Linked DNA regions of Gasterosteus aculeatus: region 1 is linked to region 2. A link is a contact called in public Hi-C data. All regions are on one chromosome and are shown on one strand. Each heading gives the region's core, a stretch centred on a gene start, on an enhancer-like site or on the middle of the called end of the contact. The rest is flanking DNA. Distances are from core to core; before and after follow the strand shown.

Region 1 (2,700 bases), core at 49-2,548, 130 kb before region 2:
AATAATAAGTGCAGTCCTCCTGCTGTCCTAATACCACAGTGTTTGCTGCATTGAAGTAACATGGATTAAAAACCTTAACCCATGTTTCTGATCACTGCCACAGAGTGATAACAGTATGGTCGTCCCTCCCCTGCCACAACATCTCCCCCTCAAAGTCAACCAGCCCCTGCTTCCTCGCTCTTAAAAGAATCCCCACTAGTTTATTAGAGATCGTCACATAATGCTCAAACAGTTCCCCGAATTCCACAGTGACGACTCTCCCATCGCTGCTGCTTCCATCTCCTTCTCTGTCCCCGGGCTGTCCGATGTTTCTCATCACATCACACAGCTCCTCAAGCTCTCTGCTGATGTGTGTGTGAGCATCCTTCCCCCGCTGCGCTGTCACGGACCCCTGCAGTGGTCTCCCGTAGTCGCCGTGCCCTCTCTGAGGGACCGTTACACTGGGTCTGATGTCCTGACTGAAGGGGTTGTGCTTCTGGTACTCCTGGTGTTCATCGCACCACTTCTGCCAGTTTTCCTTCAGGCCTTTCACAGAAACCATGCACGCTGCTGTGTCATTGCTAAACTTAGCAGGATCTGTAATGTCTTCTTCAGTTTCCATGATGTCACTCTGGCTGTTTGTCCCCATCACTGTTTAAATTGAGGACATCATAGGAATGCAATGTTTTTCTCACTGAATAATTTCCCTTTACTGTTGTATTGCTTCATTTTGAATAATCTTAACAATAACTAACTAAAATGGTCTCTGAATATCAAGCTACATTTTATATTTCATCTAAACATAGTTGTCCTGTCCTGCATGTGCACTTTTTTCTGATTTAGCTGTAGAGCTCTGTACATATCTCATAAACATATCTATTGTAACTGATGACTGACTGTTTTAGCCCACAATTTGAAACACTTATTAAGTTTAAAATTCATTAAAAAAATGAAAATTTTGTTTAACTATATTAGTAAATCTGAGCTTGGTGAAGGGAATACACCGCTTAAAGTAACCAGCATAACCCTACGACATTTGTAATAAACAATTATTAAACATGATGACTTACATGCAGAAAACTGAGTCGATCTTTACTTCATCTGCATGAACGTGCCATAGTGACAATAGCAAGTTAACACTTACTATGCAGAACTACTTGACAATACAGTCCTGTAGCACTGCTGACGGTAGCAAAAGGGCGGATGGTTTTGTATCCAAACGCGAAACCGTTGTGATGGACATCTCCTTCGGCCAATGGCCTGTTGAAAGAGATCTGAGCAGCCAGTCAGCGGTCAGAGGGGGAGGATCCACCAAGGTGCCGCTGAAGTAAAGAAGATTACGGCCGAGGATTTTTAGAGGACGTAATCTTTGCGTGAAAGAGCGAAGTAGCGAGTTTTAGAGGAAAAAAATAGGTGACAAACGAACAATATAGGTTAAAACAAACGAACAATATAGGTAGTTATATTTGGACGAGGTCACAAAATAAATAAAAATCTAAAATGATCACCATTTAGTGGAAATACGGGTGCTTGCGTGTATCAAAATGCGCAAAATTAAAAAAATTAAGAAAAGGTATTGCGTGAAGGTGAATTATAATATTTATTTTCATTTATGGTAATTTGCTACACGAGCGGAATGACTTCACAGCCCAGTTTCACACCGGACGTATTTTGAATCCGCAACAAATATGGCGACCTCCGTCAATCGATCATGCCTCACGTATCTCTTGCATCTTGCCCAAGATAATCTGGATTTCAGATTGCCGGTAACCTTCACGAACCATCAGTTTCTATCTGGCTTTCTCTGTGAATATTTTGGCTGAATTTGTGTAATTTCCTAGAGGAGAAGCCTCCTTCCTCGCGCGGCGCGCTGTGTTAGCTGCTTGCTAATTCAAACTGCCAAACCGGAGCGGATTGATTGAGGCTTTGGTTTCACGTGTGAATTAACCAAAAGTTTAATCACATATTAACAATAACACATTGATAGCTAACTTCTCCTTCTGTACCCCCCTCTGGGAACTCTGCGTTTCGTATCATGAATGTATTCATCCGCAGATGTAACCACGTGATTGGGACTCGTTTGCACATGTTGACCTATGGACATACACTATAAATGCGTTATAGACTGTTTCGACGAATTTGGATTGCTAGGCAACGGTCTGTGTCCATGTTTACATCCCGTCAGCTGATTGCATTCACAACAGGAAATACACTCGGACACGTGGCATGCTTACGTTCACAGATATGAAATGGCCTATGTATATATATATGCCTATAAAGAATTAGATGTGCACTGTACTGTGATCCTGTAGCATCTTAATTATCTCACTGGGATCCACACTGATTTAAAAAATGGAGATGACACGAGGAGCACTGCTCAGTCTGTGAAAAAAATACCATGATTATGTATGTGAGTATTTTATTTTTTATATATGTGCTCATTCTCACAGGAGATTAAGGCCTTGCTCGCTCTCAGAGGGAAATCATTCCATCCGAGTGGAGACTTCCAAGAAAAGGTTTGCAAGTCAAATGCACATATTTAAAAACTTTTTGTATTTTTTTCCCCAAATGAATACAATTTTATAATCATTGTTTGCCTCATCGGAAGGTTTCTGTCAGCCAGTGACCTGCCTCTTGTCTCTAGACTCCTTTCTGGTGCCTGGATGGTTTGGCTGAGGAGGATGTCCGCGGAGTCATGGCCAGATCTGTTTGTGCAAAGTA
Region 2 (2,700 bases), core at 95-2,594:
GGTAATAGTATTTCCTCCTCAGTCATTAAGCAGAGAAATCCCGTTAATACAGACTTTACATGAAAATATATGAAATTCTGTCCAACTTTGACATTCGCAAAAAATATATCTAAGTCACAGTACAGTAATTATAGTGCAAGATAAAGCAATGTTTGAAAACATATTGGGGATGATACTTTAGGACCTTGGTTAAAACCAGGATTTCTTCATCAAAATGACCCCAATGGTTAAACAAAAGGGGAAATCCTGACAGATGCTGTTAAAGTTGAGACAAAACAAACTACCATTCACAAAAGCTTTTCTTTCTCAACCGACTTAACGCCTCCCCGTTCACTTCATATTAGCCACGAAATCCTCTCCCTTCTTGATGGAAGACTTCAGCTCGGTAATGCAATCGGCCACCAGCTTCTCCTCGAAAGCAGTCAGCTTGCCCAATCCCAGGTTCTTCTCGATGCCGTTCTTCCCCAGGAGAAGAGGGGTGGAGAAGTACTTGCACTCCGTCTCCTCTGATCGGACATACCCGCATTCCACCACACCCTCCTTTCCGTTTATGGCGTCCAGGACGGAGAAGGTGAACCGGGCCCCAGCGTAGGCCATGGAGAGGGTAGCGGATCCAGCGCCGGCCTTGGCCTTAACCACCTCGGTGCCGGCCTCCTGGATCCTGCCTGTCAGGGCAGCCAACTGGTCAGCGGGGAACTCCACTTTCGGTGTGCACTGGGAAATCAGGGGAATGATGGTCTTCCCGGCATGACCTCCAATGACCGGCACATTGACGCGAGCCGGGTCGAGACCTTTGAGCTCGGCCACGAAGGCGTTCGCTCTGACAATGTCCAGGGTGGTGACACCAAAAACTTTGTTGGGGTTGTAAACGCCATACTTCTTCATGACCTCTGATGTGATGGGTATGGTGGAATTGACCGGGTTGGCGATGACGCAGATCATTGCCTCGGGGCAGTTGCGGGCGCAGGCGTCGGCCAAGGTGGCAACGATCGTGGCGTTGGTGTTGAAGAGATCGTCGCGGGTCATGCCGGGTTTTCTGGGCACGCCGGCCGGGATGACCACCACGTCGCAGCCCTGCAGAGCAGCGTCCAGCTGACCCGGACCCATGTGGCCGGTCACCTGGGCCCTGGTCTCGATGTGGCTGAGGTCAGCGGCCACGCCGGGGGTGTGGGCGATATCGTACAGAGACAGTTGACTCACCAAGGGGCTGTTCTTGAGGAGCAGGGAGAGCGGCTGGCCTATGCCGCCCGACGCGCCGAGCACCGCCACCTTGGCGTTGTTCTGCGAAGAGGTGGAGAGGCTTCGCGCCAGGCTCACGGTGGGTCTCACGGCACGGACAAACATTTCGTCGTTGTTGCTTCTTTTCTTAGTTAAGTGGGAAATAAAGACGCTTGCTGAGCCGCTCTCCTCTGTGACACCAACGTCCTCTAGTCACCAGCCAACAGGAAGTGGTGCTCACGGGCATGCGCGGAATATAAGCGTCGCGCGTTTGACGTCGAGCTGCGTCATCGCGTATTCTCACGTCGTGGTCTTTATGTCAGCTCCGTTTTCGGAGGAAAACAAAGCCCGTTAAACGTTGGAGGTCGGCCAGCTAGCGCTTGGAATCAGTGGCGTTACACGAATCGTATCTTCGCAAAAGAAACACCACAGCAACGTTTGACGGTACGGTACGCACGCATCGTCTCTGTCGTGACAAAATAATTGCTGTTTTTGACGCCCTCATAAAATAACGTTAAGCTAGCACCGTCAGTTGAACTCCGTCTATTTGCTGGAGTCAGAATGCTGCTATCAGCCCAACCAGCGTTAGCCACAACAGGTCGTGTTGTTATGGTCCCTTTGCCAGAAAGTACCTGTGTTCGGTTTGACTTGTGACGTTAACAACAATCTTCTTTCCCTTTCGTTGCTGCTTTTGGCTCTTACTTTAGCTAAACTAGTTAGCTTGTAGCTTGTTACCAGTGTCTCTATTAACGTTAGATGGTTCGCAGTGGGTTTTACTCGACTGTCGTGTTCATAACAGCGGTGTCTTAATCATGGTGTTTGCCCCAATATAATGACAACACGCTGACACTTATTTTCTCCAGACTGTTCTCAGTGCAACCCTTTTTGTTCCACAGACTCCAGTAATTTAGCAAGCGCTAGCTTAAGTGAGTTGACGTTAATGCTTATTAGTAGCTAATGCTAATGGCTGTCAGCGTATGGTTAAAAGTCCACCTTATTTTATCATATAAGATGTCCGTTGTCAAATGAGGTTTGACGTTGACACTGTAAAGCCTGAAAAACGAATAACGCTACGTTTTGTTTTGCTTCCCCAGCTTAAGGATCCATCAACTCTCCTCATGCTACATCAGTGTTGAGGCACTTCCGGTAGGTAACAATTATCAGCCTTGTTTACATAGATGATAGTCTAATTGTTTGCTATTTAGTGACCGTGACAGTTAAATGTGATCTTGACACCCGCATTAAAATAGTGGATATATCTAACTACAGTTTATAATATGCATTTCCCCCCGTTCCTCAGTACTTCCTCAGGATGGCTAGCTGTGGAGAGGTAGACCACTCTGTCAGTTCGCTTCCATCCAGTAAGAAAGGCAATAACGGTGGAAGTGGGAACAGTGCCGAATCGTCATGCTCAGGCTCCAGTAACCCGTCCCCAGCCCTGTCTGTGCCGGAGTGTGCCATCTGTCTGCAGAGCTGCGTCCA

The links. Hi-C and Micro-C count contacts between places; a contact is called where the count stands out from the background.
Region 1: a contact with region 2 is called in a Hi-C map of liver, with 4 times the contacts expected there. The contact joins the promoter of trmt11 here to the promoter of mdh2 in region 2. A contact is called at or near these places in 5 of 6 Hi-C or Micro-C datasets (liver, skeletal muscle, tail fin and 1 more).

The regions. Positions count from the first base shown.
Region 1 is chr20:14,668,288-14,670,987 of fGasAcu3.hap1.1, reverse strand. It overlaps trmt11 (tRNA methyltransferase 11), which reads left to right and starts at 1,298. Exons shown (of 13, transcript XM_040166060.2): 1 at 1,298-1,745; 2 at 2,430-2,495; 3 at 2,624-2,697. The coding sequence starts at 1,668. It overlaps LOC120810995 (actin-binding Rho-activating protein), which reads right to left and starts at 1,168. Exons shown (of 2, transcript XM_040166064.2): 1 at 1,050-1,168; 2 at 1-630. The coding sequence starts at 628. The coding sequence ends at 92.
Region 2 is chr20:14,538,386-14,541,085 of fGasAcu3.hap1.1, reverse strand. mdh2 (malate dehydrogenase 2, NAD (mitochondrial)) reads right to left here and starts at 1,344. Exons shown (of 1, transcript XM_040164527.2): 1 at 1-1,344. The coding sequence starts at 1,344. The coding sequence ends at 331. LOC120810184 (E3 ubiquitin-protein ligase rnf146) reads left to right here and starts at 1,523. Exons shown (of 3, transcript XM_040164526.2): 1 at 1,523-1,662; 2 at 2,313-2,364; 3 at 2,519-2,700. The coding sequence starts at 2,531.